Regions from separate parts of the Mus musculus genome. Here regions 1, 2, 3, 4, 6 and 7 are each linked to region 5. The links are chromatin contacts, called in public promoter capture Hi-C maps. All regions are on one chromosome and are shown on one strand. The core of a region is the stretch at or near the end of the contact, and the rest is flanking DNA. Distances in the headings are between cores, read along the strand shown. Region 1 holds the start of Kctd12 (potassium channel tetramerisation domain containing 12). Region 2 overlaps Klf12 (Kruppel-like factor 12). Region 3 overlaps Scel (sciellin). Region 4 has its middle 63 kb from the start of Gm41231. Region 5 holds the start of Uchl3 (ubiquitin carboxyl-terminal esterase L3 (ubiquitin thiolesterase)). Region 6 holds the start of Cln5 (ceroid-lipofuscinosis, neuronal 5). Region 7 holds the start of Fbxl3 (F-box and leucine-rich repeat protein 3).

Evidence for each region. Promoter capture Hi-C pulls out the DNA fragments that hold promoters and counts their contacts.
Region 1: a contact with region 5 is called in a promoter capture Hi-C map of pre-B cells. The contact joins the promoter of Kctd12 here to the promoter of Uchl3 in region 5. A contact is called at or near these places in 15 of 39 promoter capture datasets (the 3T3-L1 cell line, the C10 cell line, the SN4741 cell line and 8 more), 1 of 15 datasets of contacts at CTCF or cohesin (large pre-B cells), 10 of 484 Hi-C or Micro-C datasets (B cells, CD4 T cells, CD8 T cells and 7 more), 7 of 115 datasets of contacts at active chromatin or transcription factors (astrocytes, embryonic forebrain, embryonic midbrain and 4 more) and 2 of 9 other capture datasets (embryonic stem cells and liver).
Region 2: a contact with region 5 is called in a promoter capture Hi-C map of cranial neural crest. The contact joins the enhancer-like site here to the promoter of Uchl3 in region 5. A contact is called at or near these places in 7 of 39 promoter capture datasets (cranial neural crest, embryonic stem cells, frontonasal cranial neural crest and 4 more) and 3 of 115 datasets of contacts at active chromatin or transcription factors (astrocytes, forebrain and stem cell-derived neural progenitor cells).
Region 3: a contact with region 5 is called in a promoter capture Hi-C map of neutrophils, with 6 times the contacts expected there. The contact joins the enhancer-like site here to the promoter of Uchl3 in region 5. A contact is called at or near these places in 7 of 39 promoter capture datasets (the 3T3-L1 cell line, cranial neural crest, embryonic stem cells and 4 more).
Region 4: a contact with region 5 is called in a promoter capture Hi-C map of liver, with 2.3 times the contacts expected there. The contact joins the enhancer-like site here to the promoter of Uchl3 in region 5. A contact is called at or near these places in 3 of 39 promoter capture datasets (hippocampal neurons and liver) and 2 of 115 datasets of contacts at active chromatin or transcription factors (embryonic stem cells and pro-B cells).
Region 6: a promoter capture Hi-C map of embryonic stem cells shows a contact between it and region 5, with 6 times the contacts expected there. The contact joins the promoter of Cln5 here to the promoter of Uchl3 in region 5. A contact is called at or near these places in 8 of 39 promoter capture datasets (the C10 cell line, the HPC-7 cell line, cranial neural crest and 5 more), 4 of 484 Hi-C or Micro-C datasets (B cells, CD8 T cells, the G1E-ER4 cell line and 1 more), 7 of 115 datasets of contacts at active chromatin or transcription factors (astrocytes, differentiating embryonic stem cells, embryonic hindbrain and 3 more) and 2 of 9 other capture datasets (adipose tissue and liver).
Region 7: a contact with region 5 is called in a promoter capture Hi-C map of the HPC-7 cell line, with 6 times the contacts expected there. The contact joins the promoter of Fbxl3 here to the promoter of Uchl3 in region 5. A contact is called at or near these places in 17 of 39 promoter capture datasets (the 3T3-L1 cell line, 3T3-L1-derived adipocytes, the HPC-7 cell line and 11 more), 1 of 484 Hi-C or Micro-C datasets (CD8 T cells), 5 of 115 datasets of contacts at active chromatin or transcription factors (embryonic forebrain, embryonic stem cells, extraembryonic endoderm stem cells and 2 more) and 2 of 9 other capture datasets (adipose tissue and liver).

What each region holds. Positions count from the first base shown.
Region 1 is chr14:102,981,220-102,984,115 of GRCm38.p6, reverse strand. Kctd12 (potassium channel tetramerisation domain containing 12) reads left to right here and starts at 1,479. Exons shown (of 1, transcript NM_177715.4): 1 at 1,479-2,896. The coding sequence starts at 1,676. The coding sequence ends at 2,659. It overlaps Mir5130 (microRNA 5130), which reads left to right and starts at 1,484; the gene lies at 1,484-1,567.
Region 2 is chr14:99,930,009-99,932,784 of GRCm38.p6, reverse strand. All of the region lies in intron 5 of Klf12 (Kruppel-like factor 12), which reads left to right. Among named protein-coding and RNA genes, the nearest start is that of Gm22970, 160 kb to the right of the region's middle. Within about 2 kb of position 1,389, at least 17 of the 459 cell types and tissues checked have an H3K27ac peak or open chromatin away from gene starts, as enhancers often do.
Region 3 is chr14:103,530,728-103,533,591 of GRCm38.p6, reverse strand. It overlaps Scel (sciellin), which reads right to left. Exons shown (of 31, transcript NM_022886.2): 4 at 243-302. Among named protein-coding and RNA genes, the nearest start is that of Scel, 19 kb to the right of the region's middle. Within about 2 kb of position 1,426, at least 39 of the 459 cell types and tissues checked have an H3K27ac peak or open chromatin away from gene starts, as enhancers often do. A contact at or near this core is called in neutrophils, where this site is marked.
Region 4 is chr14:100,221,053-100,223,826 of GRCm38.p6, reverse strand. It overlaps a transcript of Klf12 not described here. Among named protein-coding and RNA genes, the nearest start is that of Gm41231, 63 kb to the left of the region's middle. Within about 2 kb of position 1,321, at least 7 of the 459 cell types and tissues checked have an H3K27ac peak or open chromatin away from gene starts, as enhancers often do. A contact at or near this core is called in liver, where this site is marked.
Region 5 is chr14:101,652,262-101,655,288 of GRCm38.p6, reverse strand. Uchl3 (ubiquitin carboxyl-terminal esterase L3 (ubiquitin thiolesterase)) reads right to left here and starts at 1,322. Exons shown (of 9, transcript NM_016723.2): 1 at 1,184-1,322; 2 at 1,070-1,081. The coding sequence starts at 1,225.
Region 6 is chr14:103,068,759-103,071,767 of GRCm38.p6, reverse strand. Cln5 (ceroid-lipofuscinosis, neuronal 5) reads right to left here and starts at 1,552. Exons shown (of 4, transcript NM_001033242.1): 1 at 1,301-1,552; 2 at 1-134. The coding sequence starts at 1,422.
Region 7 is chr14:103,098,237-103,101,092 of GRCm38.p6, reverse strand. It overlaps Fbxl3 (F-box and leucine-rich repeat protein 3), which reads left to right and starts at 1,561. Exons shown (of 5, transcript NM_015822.3): 1 at 1,561-1,931.

The DNA of each region.
Region 1 (2,896 bases), core at 230-2,729, 1.3 Mb before region 5:
TCAGCCTTGAATTCTCCACAGCCTGATGCCCAGCAACGTATAAGAGCATTTATTAAAATTGTGGTTTTTCAGAGTCTCCTCTATCTTGGGCTTCTTGAAGCCCTTATCTATTTATTCACCAAAAACCAACGATCAGATAACAGACCACAAATTTGAGATTTCAGAACGTGCCAAGTGCAAAGATGGGAATTTGAAGAGCAACCTGTCTCATTCCCCTGGGAGACCATGGAAGGTTTCCCGGCAGTGGCAGAATTCTGTGGGCTGAAATTTGTGCATGACTCCAAACGCTGAACAAGTAGGAGTCCATAGAGAGCATGGCTAAATCTGAAGGGCCTTCAGACCTACACAGCCTTTCTTCTCTGGTGGACGGTCTTGTAAAGTACAGAAGAGAACGATGGAGGGAGGAGGAGAACACGGGTTACTGGACCTTTAGAACAGTTATGCATGGGCTAAAAGTAAATTATTTTCTATACGTGCATTAACATTTCAAGGAACAAATAAAACATCAGCGGAATTTTAGTAAAATAATGAAATACTAGTAAAATCATTAAATACTAATAATACGAATAAAAGAAAATATTAGATTGGAATTTTCTGGTGCGATTTACAGATGGCTGAAAGCAACCGGAGGCCTCACGTCCCACTATTGGAGGCGCTTATTAGCTTTTCTTGCCCACGCAGTGTAAGCCCCTCCCCCCCCCTTTGTGTCCACCCAACTTCCTCTCCTAGTCATTTCTGCTCACTGCAGTACTGTGTTGTGGTTTCCTAACCAAAGACTTTATGCTCTCGCAAAATAATCTAACAGAGCATTTTCGCGAAGCATTCGCTTGTGGTTTCTAGGGATTTTTCGAGGCTATACGCTAGTCACATAGTCACGTGAAAAACCTTTGGGTGGTCTGGACTTGAAGGGACCGGTGCATCCTTTCCAAGTTAGTGTCTCTTCAGAACTTCCAGAGACCCGGGGATGGATCTCCAACAGCAGCGCTCTGCACTGTTAGAAGCGGGTAGGTCTAGAGGGCGCTAGCCGCAGGCAATCAAGCTTTTCCACTCTGCCAGAAAGTTTCCAACCCCTTCTGGAGTCCCCGGGTGCCGGCTGCGGTCAGCCGAGAAGGGCGGCGGGAGGGGAGGTGGGAACACAAGAGGATCGCTTTAGTGATCAGCCTCCTGGAGAAGCGCCTGGAGGCTCTGACCCACTGCGGAAGAGGAAGAGGAGCTGGGCCCGGAGCGGGTGGGCGGACGGGCGGTGACAGTCCGGTCGTCCCCCGGAGCGCGCGGGTCAGGGTGGAGCCTGCAGCCCCGAGCCGCGTCAGCGTTTAGCATGCAAATGCATTCCCCGCTCCTCCCCCACCCCCACCCCGCCCCAGCCCTCCCCGCCCCGGGAGCGAGCTCAGCGGCTCCGCAGCCGCCCACCGCCTCCTGCGCGCCGCGCCGCCCAAGCGGGCGGCTCTACTTAAGCGGCGCGCGGGCCGCGACCCGCCACTCGCCTGGAGCGCGCGGGCGAGGCAGGCGCAGCGCACCGGGGCTCTCGTGGGCGCACTGCTGCGCGCTCGCACCGCGCGGCTCTCAGTGGCCGGCCGCCGCCTGAGCGCAGGGCTCCCCGATAAGAGCCGCTGGGGCTTCCGATCGCGACCCCGCTCCCTGCCACTTGGCCCATCCGGGCCACCTCTTTTTGGCCATGGCTCTGGCGGACAGCACCCGAGGATTACCCAACGGGGGCGGAGGCGGAGGTGGCAGCGGCTCGTCGTCGTCCTCGGCGGAGCCGCCGCTCTTCCCGGACATCGTAGAGCTGAACGTGGGAGGGCAGGTGTATGTGACCCGGCGCTGCACCGTGGTGTCCGTGCCCGACTCGCTGCTCTGGCGTATGTTCACGCAGCAGCAGCCGCAGGAGCTGGCCCGGGACAGCAAAGGCCGCTTCTTTCTGGACCGGGACGGCTTCCTCTTCCGCTACATCCTGGATTACCTGCGGGACTTGCAGCTCGTGCTGCCCGACTACTTCCCGGAGCGCAGCCGGCTGCAGCGCGAGGCCGAGTACTTCGAGCTGCCGGAGCTCGTGCGTCGCCTCGGGGCGCCCCAGCAACCCGGTCCGGGGCCACCGCCGCCGCACTCGCGCCGCGGGGTGCACAAGGAGGGCTCTCTGGGCGATGAGCTGCTGCCGCTGGGCTACGCAGAGCCCGAGCCGCAGGAGGGCGCCTCGGCCGGGGCGCCTTCGCCCACGCTGGAGCTGGCTAGCCGCAGCCCGTCCGGGGGCGCGGCGGGGCCCCTGCTCACGCCGTCCCAGTCTTTGGACGGCAGCCGGCGCTCCGGCTACATCACCATCGGCTACCGCGGCTCCTACACCATCGGGCGCGACGCTCAGGCGGACGCCAAGTTCCGGCGGGTGGCGCGCATCACCGTGTGCGGCAAGACGTCGCTGGCCAAGGAGGTGTTTGGGGACACCCTGAATGAGAGCCGGGACCCCGACCGGCCCCCGGAGCGCTACACCTCCCGCTATTACCTCAAGTTCAACTTCCTAGAGCAGGCCTTCGATAAGCTGTCCGAGTCGGGCTTCCACATGGTGGCGTGCAGCTCCACGGGCACCTGCGCTTTTGCTAGCAGCACCGACCAGAGCGAGGACAAGATCTGGACCAGCTACACCGAGTACGTCTTCTGCAGGGAGTGAGCTCCCCACGCCCGCCCCTCGCCACTCCGGTGCCCACTTCCCTTCCTCCCCTCGGGGGACAGGATTATAGATGCCCTCGCTTCCTCCCTGTTTCCCGATTCCTTCTGCCCCCACCCCCAGATCTCCTAGTAGGTCACCCAGACCCGTCTGCACCCCACTTGCGAATCTGCAGCCACAAATCCTCTGGGCGTCTTCATCATCTTTGGACCCCACTAGCCGAGAGAGTGTTCTGATGTA
Region 2 (2,776 bases), core at 140-2,639, 1.7 Mb after region 5:
GTACTCATCACAGACCCTGACGAGGCTACAGTTTGCTTCAGGTGTCTCCGAAACAATGTAGAATCCTGAGCCTATAGGGAGGTTTAAGGTGTGGTTCAATACAATCAGTACATATATGTTCTAGAAAGGGTTTGTGCCACAGCTGGATGAAAAGGGAACTTGTAGGGAGTGATGCAGAATTTGCTTCAGTTTGCCCAGAAGAGCAGTGCTCTGTGTCCTTGTCACTGTGTGGACACTGGAACTGCTCTCCTGAGCTACAAAAATACGGAGAACATTTATATATCAGAATATCTACTTAACAGTCTGAAAAAAAAAAAAAAGCCATGACTTTATTCACCCATAGGGTGATGTTAATATTCTTGCAAAATCCCTTTATTTCCATAGGTTTTGCCCATTCCTCTAATCATTTCCTTAAACATCTGTAAAGAAAAATACTACTTTATGTGGGAATGCAAGAGACAAGCAAACTCACTCCTGTTATTTTTCACTTTTAGACCTGAATTATTTTGTGAAGTTTACAAAGCCCTGTAGCTTAACTTAAGAGTGGACTGATGTCCTTCGGTGGAAGTAATTTACAGTAATCTTCCCCAACCTGCATGGTATTTATTTGTGAAAGACAAGGAAGTATGGAATTACCATGGAGAACAGAAACAAAGGCCGGAGGAAACCATGTTCAGAACAGAAGAGAGTTGCTGCCACCTAGAGGTGGAAGTGGGTGTCGCTGAGAGCTGTAAATGGTTGATGTCATACAATCCTAAAACCAAAATGCAATCTAGGGACATCATCTCCACCTCTAAACAGGAATGGACTCATTTGGCCTTCTAGCCTCCATTAAAACTGGGCCTTGAATGCTCAATAAGATTGTAGTGGCTCGGGGTTTTTGTTTTTGTGTGTTTCATTTTTGTTCTCTTCAGCCTTATTTCTTTCTGTTCCTGCAGTTAGTTCTAACTCTCTGAAAGTCTTCGTCCTCCACAGCACATTTGTGAGCCATTTGCAAGCTAGTGGGTAATGTCTTTTCCATACTCTGGGCTACCTTTTTTCCAATGTTATCCTAAAATTTCCACTAGGGATGCCCCACTTCTCATCAAATTGTGTGGCTCGTGCAATTTTACTTTTTTCCTAAAACAGGGCAGGAGGCAGGGGCAAGCTATGTGGTTGGAGTCCTGGGAAGACGGGCAAGAGGAGAGGACCCTGAGCCTCACCTGAATCATGTAAAAACCTGGTAACTGCCTATAATCCTAGCATTTTGGAGAAAGATGCAATTGCATCCAAGAGCATACCAGATGCCTGGATTGACCCCGGAGCTACATGTTTCTTGCCTCCTCCTCCTTCCGCATGCCCTCACCATCCCTAGCTGGATGCACTCCTTTAAGCTCCTCACTGGCATCCCTCAATAGAGGGTCTTTCACCATGCCTAGTGATCACTGCCAAAGGCCAGTGGAATTACTCCTGGGTTCCTAGCTTAGCTGTTTTGGCAAGAATTTGGAAGTCCAGAGTCCTTACCATTGCACACGAGTCCTTTCCCAGATGTTTGAAGCCCTGCGCATCATGCACAGAGCCCTTACCATTGCACACGAGTCCTTTCCCAGATGTTTGAGGCCCTGCGCATCATGCACAAGCACTTGCCCATTTTCCTTCCTGTGAACTTTCTCATCTTCCTGGACCCTAAATTTCAGCCACATTCAGTAGCGGAACATGCCACAGCAGGCTCCGGCCACACTGATCACTAAAGCCACTATATCCGTTTCGGTACTTTCGCCTTGTTAGTGGGAAGCTCAGGAAGTTTTGAAAGATTTGTCCAAGTTTGCAGAACAAATCAAACTCAGGATCAGCACATCTTTCTTCTAACTATGGTGATTTTTTTTTTTCTTTCCATTTTTTGGTGACCATTTCCCATCTCTTGAAGCATACTTCAAGAAGAGCAGAAGAGCTCAGATCTGGGGAGCAGGGAGGGGTTGCCTCCTGTTAACCATCTCTAAACGTCAAACCATCGTCTCTGTTTCTTGCCTGTTTGTAACTACTGTGCTGGACAAAACCTTTGAAGTGTGTGTGTGTGTGTGTGTGTGTGTGTGTGTGTGTGTGTGTGTGTGTGAAACAGACGTGTAGTTCTGAAGCTCACGCGCAACACCTGCTCTGTCGCTCCCTAATTAAGAGATGCAGAGACAACATTGAGTCCTTCCTGCTCTTGCCTATTTAATTTATAGGGATAATCCGATGCTGAACGAAGGGGACTTTGTAGGAGAGGACTTCATAAGCCTTATGAGGCAAGTCGGTAAAACATGGCTCTGCGGCATTGTCTTTTTCATTTTTTTTTCTCTTAAGTAAACCTTCTTTATAATGCTTTAACAATACAAACTTTGCCACATTTCTCTTTGTTCCTCATTTCCACGAGCCACATACTATCTCGAGATGTTCTAACTGCACTCCTCGCCTCCACCTGCCTTTGGAGACCATCCTTTCTCCACTGGATCCGGGGTTTCCTCAGTGGGCTTGCGAGGGAGCTCTATCTCTCTGCTTTTGCTCTGCCAGCCAGTTCTCCATGGCAGAGGGAAAACCGGCTTGATTAATACAAGCTTGCTTTTCCTATCTCCTTGTGATTGTAATTAGTCTGACGCAGAAGGTTCTCCCACTGAATGAGTGTTGTGTGGCTTTAAAAAAACAAAGCAAAACAAAACAAAACAAATCTGTGTCCTTTGAGTATATTCATTGAACGGGTTTATTTGTGGCTTATATTAATGGATTTGAAAATTGACCTTGTAGTTGTTACTGTGATGCC
Region 3 (2,864 bases), core at 177-2,676, 1.9 Mb before region 5:
CTTACGAGAGTCAGTGGAGTGGGATGAGACGGTGTATGCGCCTCTTTGGAGCCAGAGTTCTGAGAGCTGACATGGGACAGTTTTCTGGACTAAACCCCTAGTGGTATTCTAGATTTCCTCTGCATGTGCATATGTTGAAGAAGACCCAAGCCTACCTACAAACACACATCTGGCTTGCACAAGTCTTCTCTCTAAACCTCCACTTTTGTGTCTTGAGTTATGTATTTGTTATAGACGCTCACCTGTCCAAGGCATCATGGGAGTTGTGCCGGTTGAGCACCACCCTGCCATAATTTCCGTCTCTGCAGAGAAAGACCAAAATTAAGTTACATCAAAAGTTACCATAATGTTTGCTAAGCATCAAATAAGAGAGACAGGAAGAGAGCTACAACTTTAGGCAAGGTTAATTTGCTTTACTCCGTGCCTAAGAGCACAACCATAAATCTAAATTAACCAGCCACAACTTGCAGGATCAGAATGGAGTAAAACTAGTTTGACGGTACAAGTCTATTTGTCCCATGAGATTTCCACAATCAGTCAGTGCTTTGTTTAGAGTGATTAAAAAAAAAAAAACCCAAGTGTGGAAACATGAGAGCATTGACTTTGTGTGTACCAGTTCTTTCCAACAAGAGGAAAAGACAAACGTTTTCTATCAGCGTTCTTCAGCTGTAATTAAGCCTACGATGTCTGCCCGTTTTGATGGATTTGACCATTTGCCTTGGCAAAACACAGGGAAACAATTGCTAATGTTTCAAATGAGGGAGATTAATCATTCATAGGAGATTAAGCCCATTTTTAAGGCATTAGAATGCATGTGCCTTCAAAGACCTCTCAACTGCGGCAGGGAAGACACTGTTTCTGCTAGCCAGTAAGTAGATGAGGTCATCAAAGGTTTTGTGGCTTCCTAGAATCAGAAGATGAGCAACTGACAAAGGCGGCTCAGGACCCGGATCTTTGTTTCCCCTGCCCTCTTTACTACTCAACCCTATGATAGAATTGTATTGTATACATAAGTTGCCAAAGCAATGCCATTCTGACTTTGTGGAGTGGGCATGGAAGCCCAGGTGACATTAGGATGTGGCCTGGGAACTCAGCAGAGGGCAAGTACCTGAACCTCTTCCTGCCAACTCCCCAAACCTGAAACACCACCTCCGCTCTCCACGGGCTCCATTAACGTCACTCAACATTCTGGAACTATGTTTAACAAAGCTATAAAAGAAACTGGACTAGATAATTAAAAAGAAAGGTGAGCAGAGAAACTGAAAATGATCTAGCACAGCAGCATGCTCAGAAGGCCAAGAGAAAAGCTTTCCTCTTCCTTGGACCTTTCCGTAAAACCTTAAAGAGCACAGCAGGGGCCGGGCACATTCTTGCCCGAAAGCAAATGATAGCACCCAGCCCAGAACTGGGCCAGTAGGAGCCAGAAAAGCACCTAAGCCAACTTCCCCTCCACTCAGCACCTGCCACGCCACCCAAGCCGGCTTCCCCAGACCTGCTTAGGGAGGCTTGCTCGGCATCGAACAACATTCCCACCAACCATGACTTATTGGTGTTTTTACCTTCACCCGTTAGTATAAGTACTTGGAAGCTAAAACTTATTATCGATGTTTGTGAAAGAGAAGTGCTCTCACTGAAGAGCTAAGTGTGGACTTGTGGGAGGAAGTGGTAGTGCTCAGTCTAACAGTGACTAAGTCTCCCCACATCACTATATGGCAGTGGCTAAAAACGATACGATAACAAAAGTTAAAAGATATTTTTATCTGGCATTGCCACTTATAAGTATGCTCCTCAGATAAGCACATCTGGATAGTGTGCAGATAGTATGCTCCACAGGTAAGCACATCTGGATAGTGTGCAGAAGTTTAGAATAAGTACTCTTAAATGCAGTTTCCCAACGTGTGGCTGTTAACATTGTGGTTTGAGAGTGTTCCACTGTGAGGTCTACTCTGCACTTTTCAGGATGTTTACTGGTCCTTTGGACTTCCATTCGCAATGTGTTAGGTGTATTCCCCAATTTCATGACCAAAAATATCCCGCAACATTGCCAAATATCCCCTGGGGTAAATTGCCTCTGGTTAAAAAGCATGGATATAACGGAAAGACAGTGGATCATGTTAAAATATCAATTCAGCCACATAATAGCTATGTGGCCATTTGGATAAATTACCTAGCTTCTCCGAGCTATGGATTTCTCTCCTATAAAATGAGATTATAATACCTACCTTATATGTTTATGAGAATTAGTGATGCTTCATCAATCAAATGCCCAACATCAAGCTTAACACATAAAGAAGTCGGAAAATGAATCCATAGCTATGCATAACTTATAATATATAACTGATAATGAAGATGGAACCAGGCTAGATGAATATCTCTCATAACCTATGTTACTAACAGGCTCGAACCCTATAGCCATAGTTTTAGTTCTTTAAATACATAGCAGCCAAAGCAATGCTCAAAACCAGTGAAATTTTGCTCTTATATAAGGCCACATTCTTCCAACCACCTAGACGTAGATGGTCAGATGGGACCAAAATGGATGGGAATTTATAGATTTTATTCATGCATGTAAAAAATTTTAGTTATTATTGTATTTATAAACTTGAAAAATTACTGGCGTGATCAATACATCATAGAGGGGATTAACTTGTCTTTGGGAAACTGGGATGGCTTGCTTGCTTTTCAGTTTACAAAGGAAACTGTTGTAGATGACAATCAAGCTCTCTTTCTTTTGTATGTGAATATGTTTCTAAAAGTGCAGACTTTCTTAAGTGTGTGGTACAACTAAGTTATGCCTTCTAAATCTTACAAAACTTAGACCATGGAGTACTGTGAATTTGGTCTAACACTTATGTTAATTGGGT
Region 4 (2,774 bases), core at 72-2,571, 1.4 Mb after region 5:
ATTCCACTGCCTCAGGCTCCTAATCTTTTCACTCCCCTTTCCACAATAATTCTCTGAGCTTGTGAGCAGTGTGATATTGACACCACATTTAAGGCTGAGCACTTCCCAGTCTATTGTTGTGGGTCTCTTGCTGATGGCTTTGTGCTTCAAAAAGAAGCTTCTCAGATAATAGTTGAGCATTATGGGTTGAACAATTCATTAGGAATCAGTTTAATACTGTGTCCATTTAGCAGAATAATAGCATTGGGTTCTCCCCTAGGGACTATGATCTATCTAGCCACAGACTCTTGGCCCTGATGATGATTGCTAGGAATGGGTTTCATCTCATAGGACAGGTCTTAAATTCCATGAGAATACCGTTATTGCCATGACATTTGTGCCATTATTGCATCTGTGGGTGTATCTTGTCAGGACAGTTGTTACTATTGACAATCAACACACGTGTGGCTGGATAGGAATGATAATTGCACCTCTCCTCTGATACCATGAGTAGCACCTTCTAGCACTATAAAAGCCACCTAGGAGTTTGGACATTTCCAAGTCAGTACTAGCTTAAATTTAAAAAGGAACAGCTCTCACCTATTGTCTCCACCCTCCCTCAAGCATCCCTACTCCCCCAAACCTCCCCGAATTCCAAAAGGAAATAATGAGCTAATTATATGGTCATATCACCTGCTTATAGATAATCTTGAACATTGCGAAGATGTGGCAATATGAAGTCCACTAATTTAAGAAAATTAAGTTTCAAAAATTGTAAAGAATAGTGTATTAATTGTATATTACCTCTTTTTCTCTTTTTGTGAGCTATTTCTAACAAGGGCTAATTTCTTATATTTATAATTGTTGATATAATTTATTATAAATCCCATGAAGATATTACAAGTATTAAAGATTTAGGGGCTTGAAGAAACCCATTTTTGTCTGCTTCATGGTTCTCATATTTTCATTAATTTTGCTTTTCAAATTTTTTTTTTTAGTTAGTATGTCCTATGCACAAGAACTCTAAAAGATATCAGCAAGACGCAGCAATTGTGTCTGTGGACACTGCCCTAGAAGTGATAGTTGATGTGTTCCCCCATCCATTTTCCATTGAAGCCAACAAGACTTTGTACCCGTGTCCCCCAGCCCCCAAATGATGTGTGACAATCAGAGACTCATCTGATCAAAGTGCTGAGACTAAGTGACTGAGGGGTACTCACCCTTAAACAGGACATAGATAGCAACCCCATCGCCACCTTCCAAGGCCCAGGGAACATCACAGAGGAAGGACCGGAACAATCTTAGAGTCAGAAGATGGAGCAGTGTTGTGAAATGTTCCTATTCAGAGTTGACACACACAGAGCTGTGGGGACCTGCATGACACTGGGCACTCTGACTTCCTGTGACAGATAACAGAATGTGATTCTGAAGACTTTGATCATACGGGAGGAGACATCATTGTCCCTGATGGTGTAATCACTGGGGGACAAGGTGGGAAGAAGAAGGGCTTCAGAGAAGGCTACCAGAGGGTAACAAGGGGCTGGATAGAATTACGATGCATTCTGTGTATGTCTGAAGCTGTCAAAAATACAGAAAGAGATTCAGGAAGACATGTGCTTGGATCAGTGCATCTCAACCTGTGGTTTGGCAAGGGTTGCATATCAGATATCCTGCATAACAGATATTTACTCTGAGATTCAAGACAGTAGCAAAACTGCAGGTATGGAGCATCAACAGAATAATTTTATGGTCGGAGGTCACCACAGCATGAGGAATTATAATTAAATGGCTACAGCATCAGGTAGGCTAAGAGCCATTGACTTGAAGCATTAGAAAGCGGAATATAATCTAGGGTAAAGGTGAGTGGCAGAGCTTTGCAATCATTGGCTTTGCTTCCAGGTAAACTTGCATTTCTACTTAGGTATCTTCTGTGAAGAAAAGATGGGAGTTGCCTCGAGGTCATCATGGGAATCTAACCATATCCCCTGCATTGCACCTTGGGTGCTAAGTTCCTGTGGCAGAATATCTGATGGTTCCAGGAGGAAGGAAAATGTCAGAGCTGCTGCTGATTCATTACATGGAGTTTTACGCTTTTCTGTCAATATTCAGACAGTTGCTCATTCTTTCCCCTCAGCATCAATTTAACATAATAGCAATCACAGTGCAGCATTGCGCTGTGGCCAGTTTTGTAGCGCCGGGATGGGGCTTGGATCTTAATTTTTTTTAACCATTTGTTGTCGCATCTCTTTCAGTTCATTGTTTCTTCGCTTGTTAAAACTTTATGAGCTGTAAGAGAGTTTAGCTTTACAGACTACAGCCTGAGGCTGTTGCTGACACTGTCACCTGGTAGCCATGTAGAAGTATGATTAAATCCTTTTCTCTTACTAATATTTTCCTCGGGTTTAGTGACATGCTCCCGAGGTAATGGCCACATTACATCTAGGAGTCCACTTATGATTTGGCATGCTTTAGACTGACAACCCCTGTGCCATTTTTAGGTGGGGGAACCCACCTTGCCAGGATTAGCAATTGTAATCTTTATCGCAGTAAGATGTGATGTTATCATCAGCATCTTAGCCCCATAAAGGCAGTGGTGTGTGCTTTATTTCTAGTTCTATTTGGTGATGCCTATTTTTGCTACTGTGTATATATGCATGCTGTGTGTGTGCGTATGTATGTCTGTGTGTAAGAATAATTAAGATTGATAACCTGTATGAATTGCTCCTAGTGACTCTTGGTCTCCTGCTGTTTATTTCCGTATGTTGTATTGTATGTATGTGTAGTATATTTGTGTA
Region 5 (3,027 bases), core at 73-2,572:
ATACAAAGAATTTGCTAAAATGCTTTTAAAAAAACCGTTAAAAATAACAATAATAATAATAATAATTGGAGGAAGGGAGCAGGTTTTTAGGCAGCATTTCAATTCAGGCTGGGCTGGAACTCAAAATCCTCTTTACCTCAGCCTCCCACACGCTGATACTGGCAGACATGTACCACGATGTCTGGTCTCAAAAAAGCATTTTTAAACGTTGATAATAGATCTTTATCCTTCGGTTATGAGAAGAAAGATGGAAGAAAAGGAAGAAAACTATATAACAAACTAAGAGAACTGTTAAAGGTGAACTAAATCTGAGAGCAGAAAAAAAGGCTAATTAATACATATCTGTGCAAATATATATATATATATATATGCATTCCACCACCTAATTTGGGGTCTGAAAGGCATCCCAAGCCCCAACCTTCAGTATCCAAAACAAACTCCCTTTTAAGAGTAGCAGGTGGCTACGCATTGCAGGACAACCATTAAACCGGGCTTTGTGTGGTACAGGAGGCAAGGACCAGGTCCACCTTCGAAAGACGGGGAGAGAAAGGGGGCGTGGCAGGGAAGAGAAGGACCTCGATGGGGCAAGAGATGACTGAAAGGTGATTTCATTGTACAGGAGGTGGATGGAATTACCAGAACTGGGTGGGCAAGTTTACAAAGCCGGGAGTCAGGAAGTGTTGGCAAATTAGTCACCTTAGAAGGGACAGGGTCAAGGAACAGGATGGAACCCGCAACGGCAAGGAGACGAACCAAGATGGGGAAAGGCACGGGGTGGGGATACCAGGCGAGGGGCTACCAAACCTCAGACCCCGGGTGCCCCAGGCAGCGCCGGCGACGCGGGGTCCGACGGAGGGACAGAGGACGCTCGCTGCACCGGCATCTCCCCGAGCCAGGTGGTGGCCCGAGAGGGGCGGAGCCGCCCACAGCCGCAGCCTGGGGCCGCCTGCCCGCCCGGGATGAGATCCCTGGATCCTTGGGGATGCAGAGGTGAAGGCCAGCGGGGAGGCTGGCGGGGAAGGCGGGAAGGACTCCGGGGTCCGGGGTGACAGGCACCGACCGCACTCACCTGGTTGGTGACCTGAAACGAGACACAGAAGAGGGTTTAGCGACGCGCGCATGCGGGCTGGCGCCGGCCTCCCGACCCGCTCAGGCCCTGGCTGCGGAACCCGGCCGCGCTCACCTCAGGGTTGGCCTCCAGCGGCAGCCAGCGTTGACCCTCCATGACTGCTCCGCCGGCCGCTCTCCAGCTCTGACAGCCGCCACCACCGCCGCAGCCGCCGCCGCCGCCGCTTCCGCCCCCGCGCGCTCCGGCCGGCACCATCCAAACGCCGCCCCGAGGGGGAAACCAACGAATGGACTTCCACGACCCCCAAGACGCTTGATCTCTCCCTACGGAGACTCAGCCCTGGAGTTACTAATGAAGTTAAAAGGCAAATTAAACTGATAAGCCTGAGCCATGTCCTAGTTCATGAGAAAAAGAAGCTTTGATCAACGGTGAACTCCCCTCACACTTGGACTCTCCCTTCCCCCGAGCGAGCTCCCGAGTTCTACGCATGCGCCACCGGGCCGCGTGCTCGCAGGCAACCTCACCTTCTTGCAATGCCAACCAGAAGCTCTAGGGGGCGCGTCATGGATTCCTACTCTGTGAGAGTGGGACCGGTTTGCTAGCCTTAAGGCAGCCAAGCCAGAGGGGTTGACTCCTTGGAATCATGGTCTTCCTGCTCCTTTGTGAGGATACTGGAATGATATGTTGGCCTTATCTGTTATTGCACTGCCCGAGATACAGGTAATAGGTAAATGGTGGATATAGGTGATAGGTAGATAGATACTCAGTTCTGCTTGAGAAACAATATGGAGCCACTACAAAGAGGAAATCAGGCAATGTACTGTTTGGTACAAACTGAAGGACTTTAAACAGCATTTTGAAATCCATTCGCCATCCCACTAAATTTCAGGATGACAAATGTAATGATTTTGTTTGTTTGTTTGTTTGTTTGTTTGTTTTTCAGGGTTTAACTCAATGGCTAGTACATAGGAGATTTCTCAAGGGCTATTTGAGAAATGGTAGAGCACTTGTCTAGCATGCTTGAGGCCCTGGGCCCAATCTCAGTGTCACAAAGGAGAGAGAAGTGGAATAATCATGTATGCAGAAATACCATCTGTCAGTTATGTGGGGAAATGCAAAAACAGGAAAGTTGACACAAGGTAACATTTATGAAGACAGAGAAGCAGAAGATATTTCAAGGAGCAATCCTTTTGATATGTAGGAACCAAGAGTCATGGCAGGACTCCAGAAATTTGATCTGATATATATTACTATTCTGTATCGAAGAGAAGGATTTCAGGGAAAGGTTAGTTAAGAAGTGAGAAAAATATTATTATGCTGAATTTGTCCTTCTTGGGAAATTTCCAACTCTCCCACGCATGCTCTGGCTATTATTTTTATAACCCGGTGACTCTTGTAATCCCTTGACTCCTCCCTATTTGTCTGATGGCTTGATGCCATATCTGTCCAACCTCATGACTTGGTAAATCTGGCAATGCTGGGCTCATGATCGGTTAGCTGCAGTTGCCTGATCTCTTGTGGTGCTTGCTATAGTCTCAGTCTCTACTGGGGCTGTTTGGGGTGCCAGGGGAATTTTCAGACAGCCGCTTTTCTCCAGACTCCTGCAGTTCTGCATTTTGTTTCTCCTCTTAGTGCTTGGCCAATACGCCACACAACATCCTTATCCCTCTATCACGAGAATTTCTTCCCTGTTAGACATACCATGTCTGCTTCCTCATAACTCAACAGCAAACCAAAATACAATCCTACTAAAGTTTACCTTGAGACACCAGTGAGAAAACCAGGCTTAGCTAACACACCGTGGAGAATGAATTGTTGGCAAAACGCATAGGAGACCCCAAAGCATCCACACTGGAAAGTCTTCACCAAACATGGATGGTAGCAATAATGTGTCTTTTGCCATAGAGAAGTGGTCCTAGTACCCCACAGAACTGCGGATCCCCCCAAACCCTTGCAAA
Region 6 (3,009 bases), core at 303-2,802, 1.4 Mb before region 5:
CCCAAATCGGGGCTTGTAGTCGTAAGACCTCGATGACGTCATTGTCCTTCATAACTGGGATGGGCGAGCCGGTAGGACAGAAAGTATACTTAGCTTGACAGTAGGGATCTGTCTTCGGACGGAAAGAGAAGCGCCTGGTGAGAAAGAGAACCATCCTCAGAATTGCTCTTCTAACAATCTTAACACGGGGACAAAACCTGATCTAACTTACAGCTATATACCAGTTGTCAGGTGGGAATGTCAATCGGGGCTTCTTTAGAGTCAAAAGACCAGTCAGCCTCCGTCTCCTGGTATTAGATAAAATACTTTGAGATTTACAATCTCTTTCTTGTTTTATTGGGTATTTAAGGTTTTTTTTTTCTTGTGAATATTTTCATGAAAACCAACCTCAACCCTAAACTTTTTTTTCTCTCATATATATTTAGAAGAACCAATTCATGAACAGAACACATGAATATTTAAGTTTGGCAACTGCTGGTTTTCACCAGAAATGCGAGGGCTACTATCATTTCCTGTTTTCTGTCCAGGGTATGTGAGCATGAAGATTCTGAGTTAAATTCCCTAAGACCGCACAGAGGATGAGCAAATGGGACCAGATTTGGTCTGCAGCCTTCAGAACTAAGAACTCCTTAGAGGAACATGCATCATGCCATGAACCCCCCCGCCCCTCATTCTGTTATGCAAAACATATGCTTTCAAAAGCTGCATCTCTTTCCACTTCACTATGCCCACGCCAGCCACCACTCCACCCACCCCTGTCCCCCGCAACCCCGAAGACCGAGCGCTTCTTGTTTCGCAATTCCCCACAGGCTGTCAAAACTTAGCTAAGTCAAAGACTGCGATCACCTCCTCAGGTCCGGAGCCCTACCTACCCTCCAGGTTGAAGTGGACCAACAAGGTGATCCTGACTAGCCTAGGGAGGAAATTCCCCGGGTCAGTCAGCTAAATTCCCCATTTAGCTCAGTAAGGACACAGGGGAGCAAGCAGGCTCCCTGTAAATTCTCCCCAAATGTTATGCAATGGCAGCTAACGATAAGGCATGAAATAATTGCAGTGTTTAAAACATTTTAACCTGCTCTCCAAGTCAGTAGCACCTAAAAGTCACTCCGTGCAGTGATGTCACTCTCCATTCCTCCCAGGACTCTGAACTGCCCAGAACCGGTGAGGATCCCCGAGTTGCCAACTATTTAGGAACTATGCTCTTAGTGTCGCCCGCCCTGTGCCCTGCGTCCCCGGGCGCGCTAAGGTATCGGATCCGCCCTCTCCAAGTCCCCTCCCCGCCCCGCTCCGTCTCACTCACTTGTAGGGCACCGGCCAGCGTTGCCCAGACGTCGGGGACGCGCCCAGAATCGTCGCCAGCCCGAGCAGCGCCAGCGCGAGCGCCGGGCGCCAGTGCGCTCCACATGGCCCCCCGCGCAGCATCCGCGGCTCCCTGAGATCCCGGAGGCTCCGGGGCCCCGGCGTCGGCCTTGCGTGCGCGCCGCCGCGAGGAGCCAGCCAAGCACCAGCGCCGGCTTGGCCGTGTGACCTCCGGGCGCGTGACGCCTCCCCTGTCCCGGCCGGGGCGGGGCGCCTCTGTTCCAGCGCGCGTGCGCTGGACGCTAAAAAGCCCTGTCCTCCCGGAAGGGTGAGACTGGTACTGCAAAACTCACTCCAGCCTGGTGGATGTGTGCTATGCCTCTAGCGCAAAGGTGCTTTCTGCCCTCCCCGCAGCCATCACCAGCCAAACCGTAACAACAATAAAACACTTATGAACTTTCTTGACCCACATGGCCCAGGCCAGTCTCCAACACAAATCTTCTGCTTGGAGACACTGGGTGCTCAGCGGAATTAAAAAATGAGGACATTACAGGAAATGATTGCCCTCTCCTGGCCTCTCTGAGAATGTTGCAAAGATCAGCAATGACAATATGCTTTCCGTGCTGCCATCGGCATCACCAGACTTGGACTGCTCTGCTCCGGTTCTGTCCTCTGCCACACTTAGTATTATCCGTGACTCTTCAAAGCTTAAGACCGACCAATAGAGCTAGGTTTAATCCATTTATCCTCCGGTCCTCCTTTGTCCAGTAAGTGTAAGATTGCTAAGAGCATCACGCCATACGGAATCAGGCTGTTCAGGCCACTGCACTGAGTGATGGCAACCAAGATCACTCACGTACGCTGGAGATGAGACTGGAACAGGCAGTATTTTGGAGATCTCCTAGCAAACCCACTATGTGTATGCACATAGGAGCTGCATGAGGTCTGAACTACAAAGCGAACACGGGATCCTTTTTGCTTGCCAACTCTGAAGCTCAAGAAGAGATAGAAATGTCAGATCCAGAAACCCTTTATCAAAAGTTTTGGACCTATCTGGGTTGTAGTGTGAGGCTGATATTCTCAGAGATTCCTCTGCCAAAGGTTCTAGCTGTTTCGTCCTTGCTGATGTATTTTCCAAAAGGAAAAAAAAAAAAATTAAGTCTGTAAATTTTAGGAGACAAAGTTTCTCAGGGAATGAAAAAAACAGGGTGTCATCATGATACTTTAACGTGTCCTAGCAGGTGATGGCTGGCTTTCTCTTTTTGACTTCAGGATGATAACTAGCCAGGCAAACGTGTTAAGTTCAAGCTCATCTTTGCTTTCTTATTTATAACTCTGTGAACTAAATAAATCACTATTCTGAGAAGGGTTTCCAGGTTGCTAAAGGTTCTGTCAAACACGACATGCTTTTTTGCTTCGGACACACCAATTTTCTAACCACATTTTAATGAAAGAGTAATGATATTTTAACTAGGTTTGTAGGCCTTAGATATACTCACCTGCTTTATAGGTGCTTAACTGCCCTAAACAAATACATCAACTGTATTGTAGCCTCTAATTTCAGATTTTTCTTAACAGTTTTTCTTGCCTATCACAGCATAATGTCAAAGATGCTACAATAGGTCAAAGGTGAGTTTAAAGGTTCAATTTAGGGTTGAATTTAGTAAAGTTAGAAATTGTAATAGTCACTCATGAGGAGAATCGATGGGG
Region 7 (2,856 bases), core at 312-2,811, 1.4 Mb before region 5:
GTGTATCAGTGTTTGCCTGCACGTATGTCTGTGCTCCACTTTCAAGGACCAATCAGATCTCCGGGGACTGGAGTTATGAATGGCTGTGAACCACGTGGGAGCTGGAATTCTCTACAAAATCACCAAGCGCTCTTAACTGCAGAGCAGTGCTCCAGCCCCTTCAGTTCATATACACAACGTCTAATGTTTAAATCGGGTTAGTCATTCTAACTCCTCAGACATATTTTTTTCTGGTTAAAAAGATTAAAACTCCTTTCTTCTAGTTTGTTTAAATGTACATTATATGGTGACGGTCTTAAGTGTGTGACAGAACCTGTTCTCATGACTTCATCTTTTAAAAAATATAATAATTTACTCTGGGCTAGAGAGACAGCTTAGCAGTTAAGAGTGCTTGCTGTTCTTCCAGCTGATCTGAGTTCAGTTCCCAGCGCTCAGGATGAGTGGCTCACATCTGCCTGTAAATAACTCCAGCTCCAAGGAATCCAACATCCACTCCAGACACCACGGGCACTGCACTCAAATGCGCGCGCCGCGCGCACACGCGCACACTCACACCTACAACAAAACGAAAAGCTTATAAAATTAATAGTAAATTAAAAACAAGTACATAAAAGCATTTTAAAGTTCAGCATGTTTTTGTTCCGTGTGGTGGCACATTTCTTCAATCTCAGCATTGAGCAGGCTGAGGTTGGTGGATCTCAGAGTTCCAAGCCAGCCTGATCTACAAAATGAAAATCAGTATAAAGAAAACTGAGGAGGGTAGGAAACGAAAGAGAGAGAAGAGATCTTTACTTTGGAGAAATAACACAGAAAAAGCAGAAGGCATGGTATACAGCTAACCTTAAGATTTTCTGGGGACTTTTCTTATTTTAGGAAAAACTCAGTATCTCCAAGTCCAAACTTAAAAAAAAAAAAGTCAAATATTTGATAGCATTTAAAAGACTCCTTGACTTACAAAACGCTCCACCACCCGGGAGCGAGGAGTGGGGGTTGTCTTTTTTTAATTAGCCATCTGCTTCTTCACACTTTACGTGTTTCTGAAAAGAAATCTCAGACTTGGGGGTTCTGTTTCATAAGTAAATGTGATTTTGAAAAAGTTATGACTCATTAAAAAAAAGCCTTGGAAAAATGGAAATGCAAATATTGTCTTAAGAAACCCGTAGTGATCGCAACGTCCACCACGTTGATTTATTTATTCTTTTTCTAGGTACAGACAGCAACCTCAGAGGCTCCCTTGGCCGCGCCCTCCTCGCGGAGGTGGGTCGCTGTCAGGTGATGTTTACGTCCGGTAGGGGTGCGTCCCGCCCTGCAGACACTCCCTCCGCCTTTGGCGTCGGCTCCCCCGCCCTAAACTTTCCGGTTTTAACCCTGGGAAAGGCCAGCCACGTCTGGCGAACACCAACCCGCCCACATTCCGCCCCTAAACAAACTTGGCCAGGGACAGCCCGGGAGGCTGGAGCCGCCTCGGTGCGCGCGCCCGGCCAGCCCCTTCGGCCGCGCGCCCGCCCCCTCGGGCGGGGACGCGCAGGGGCAAGCGCGCGGCCGCGAACTGCGGGCGCCATTTTGGATTCCCTAACTGGGCCGAAGCTTCGGGCTCGCTGCTGTCGATCGCTGCTCGCCTAGGGCGTCTCGGGCGGGCGACGAGGAGGTGCCGGGGCGAAGGACACAGACCGCGCGGGACAGAGAAGGGACGCGACGCTCTCCTCCCCACACACCGGGGCAGCCGGAGCCGCAAAGGTGGAGCCGCGTCGGCGCCCGCCGCGGGACCAGCGTCTCGGATGCGGGCGGAGCGCGGGGGGCCGCGACGGCGGGAGCTCGGAGACGGGGCCCCGGGAGGCCTCATGTGAGAGGCGCGGGAGCCGCCGCCGCCGCTGCCGCCGTCGTCCGCGCGGCCCGGGGTGCTGTGTGGGGGAAGCCGCCCCCGGCAGCAGGTACGGCGGAGGTTCGGGGCCGCAGCCCGGAGTCGGGCGGGGAGGTCGGCGGCGGCGGCCGGGGGCGCGCGCGGGGCGCGACGGGAACAACGCCCCGCCCCGCCGCGCCCGGGCCTCGGTGTCTGTCAACAAGGCGTGGCCGGCGCGGCGCGCGCTCGGTGGCCGCGCGTGGCGGGGCAGCGAGGAGGACGGGCTCCTCCGGGCTCGCCCTGGGCGGCGCGGGTGCAGGCGGCTGGAAAGCCCGGGGGCCTGGGCGGTCAGTGTGTGCGGAAGCCGGGCCGGGGAGGCGCACGGTGGAAAACTTGGTGAACTTAGGGGCAGCCGCCCGGGTCGCGTGCTGCAGACCACCACCCGGAAGCCGCCCGGGCAGGGCATCGCCGAGCCGCGTGCGAGGTGAGAGCGGGCGGCGGTTTTGTTGGTAATGGTGCCTATCCCACTTGCCCAGATGTTTGTATCTTTTGCTTACACCAAAAGGCGAATTTAAAAAAAAAATGTCCCTGTAGATGTTAAAATGTCTGTAACCCGCCCCGTGTTACCTGTGTGCCGGCTCCCGGTTGTGTCTTGTCTGTGTGTCCAGTCCCAGTTCATCTATATCCACTGTGCTCTCACCATTCTGAGAGTTAATCTTTTTCGTATTGTTCCATTCTTGTATTTCAGCCAAAGAATGTGTGTTAGGTTTCCTTCTATGAAAAACAAAACAAAAGGGCATATGCAAATGTAATGCCAGAACGGGACTTTTAAACCTAAAGTACAAATTTTTTAAAAAATATTTTTTGCATGTCCAGAATATGTAAATGTTTAAAGACAGTAAGGGAAGTTTGGCTCTTGGTTTCAGTTTAAGGAAATGTTTGATTAGCTCACTAATTCTTGGTGATGCTCAAGTTACTGGGTGTCCCTCATTAGTTGCATCTTGGACACTTGATGT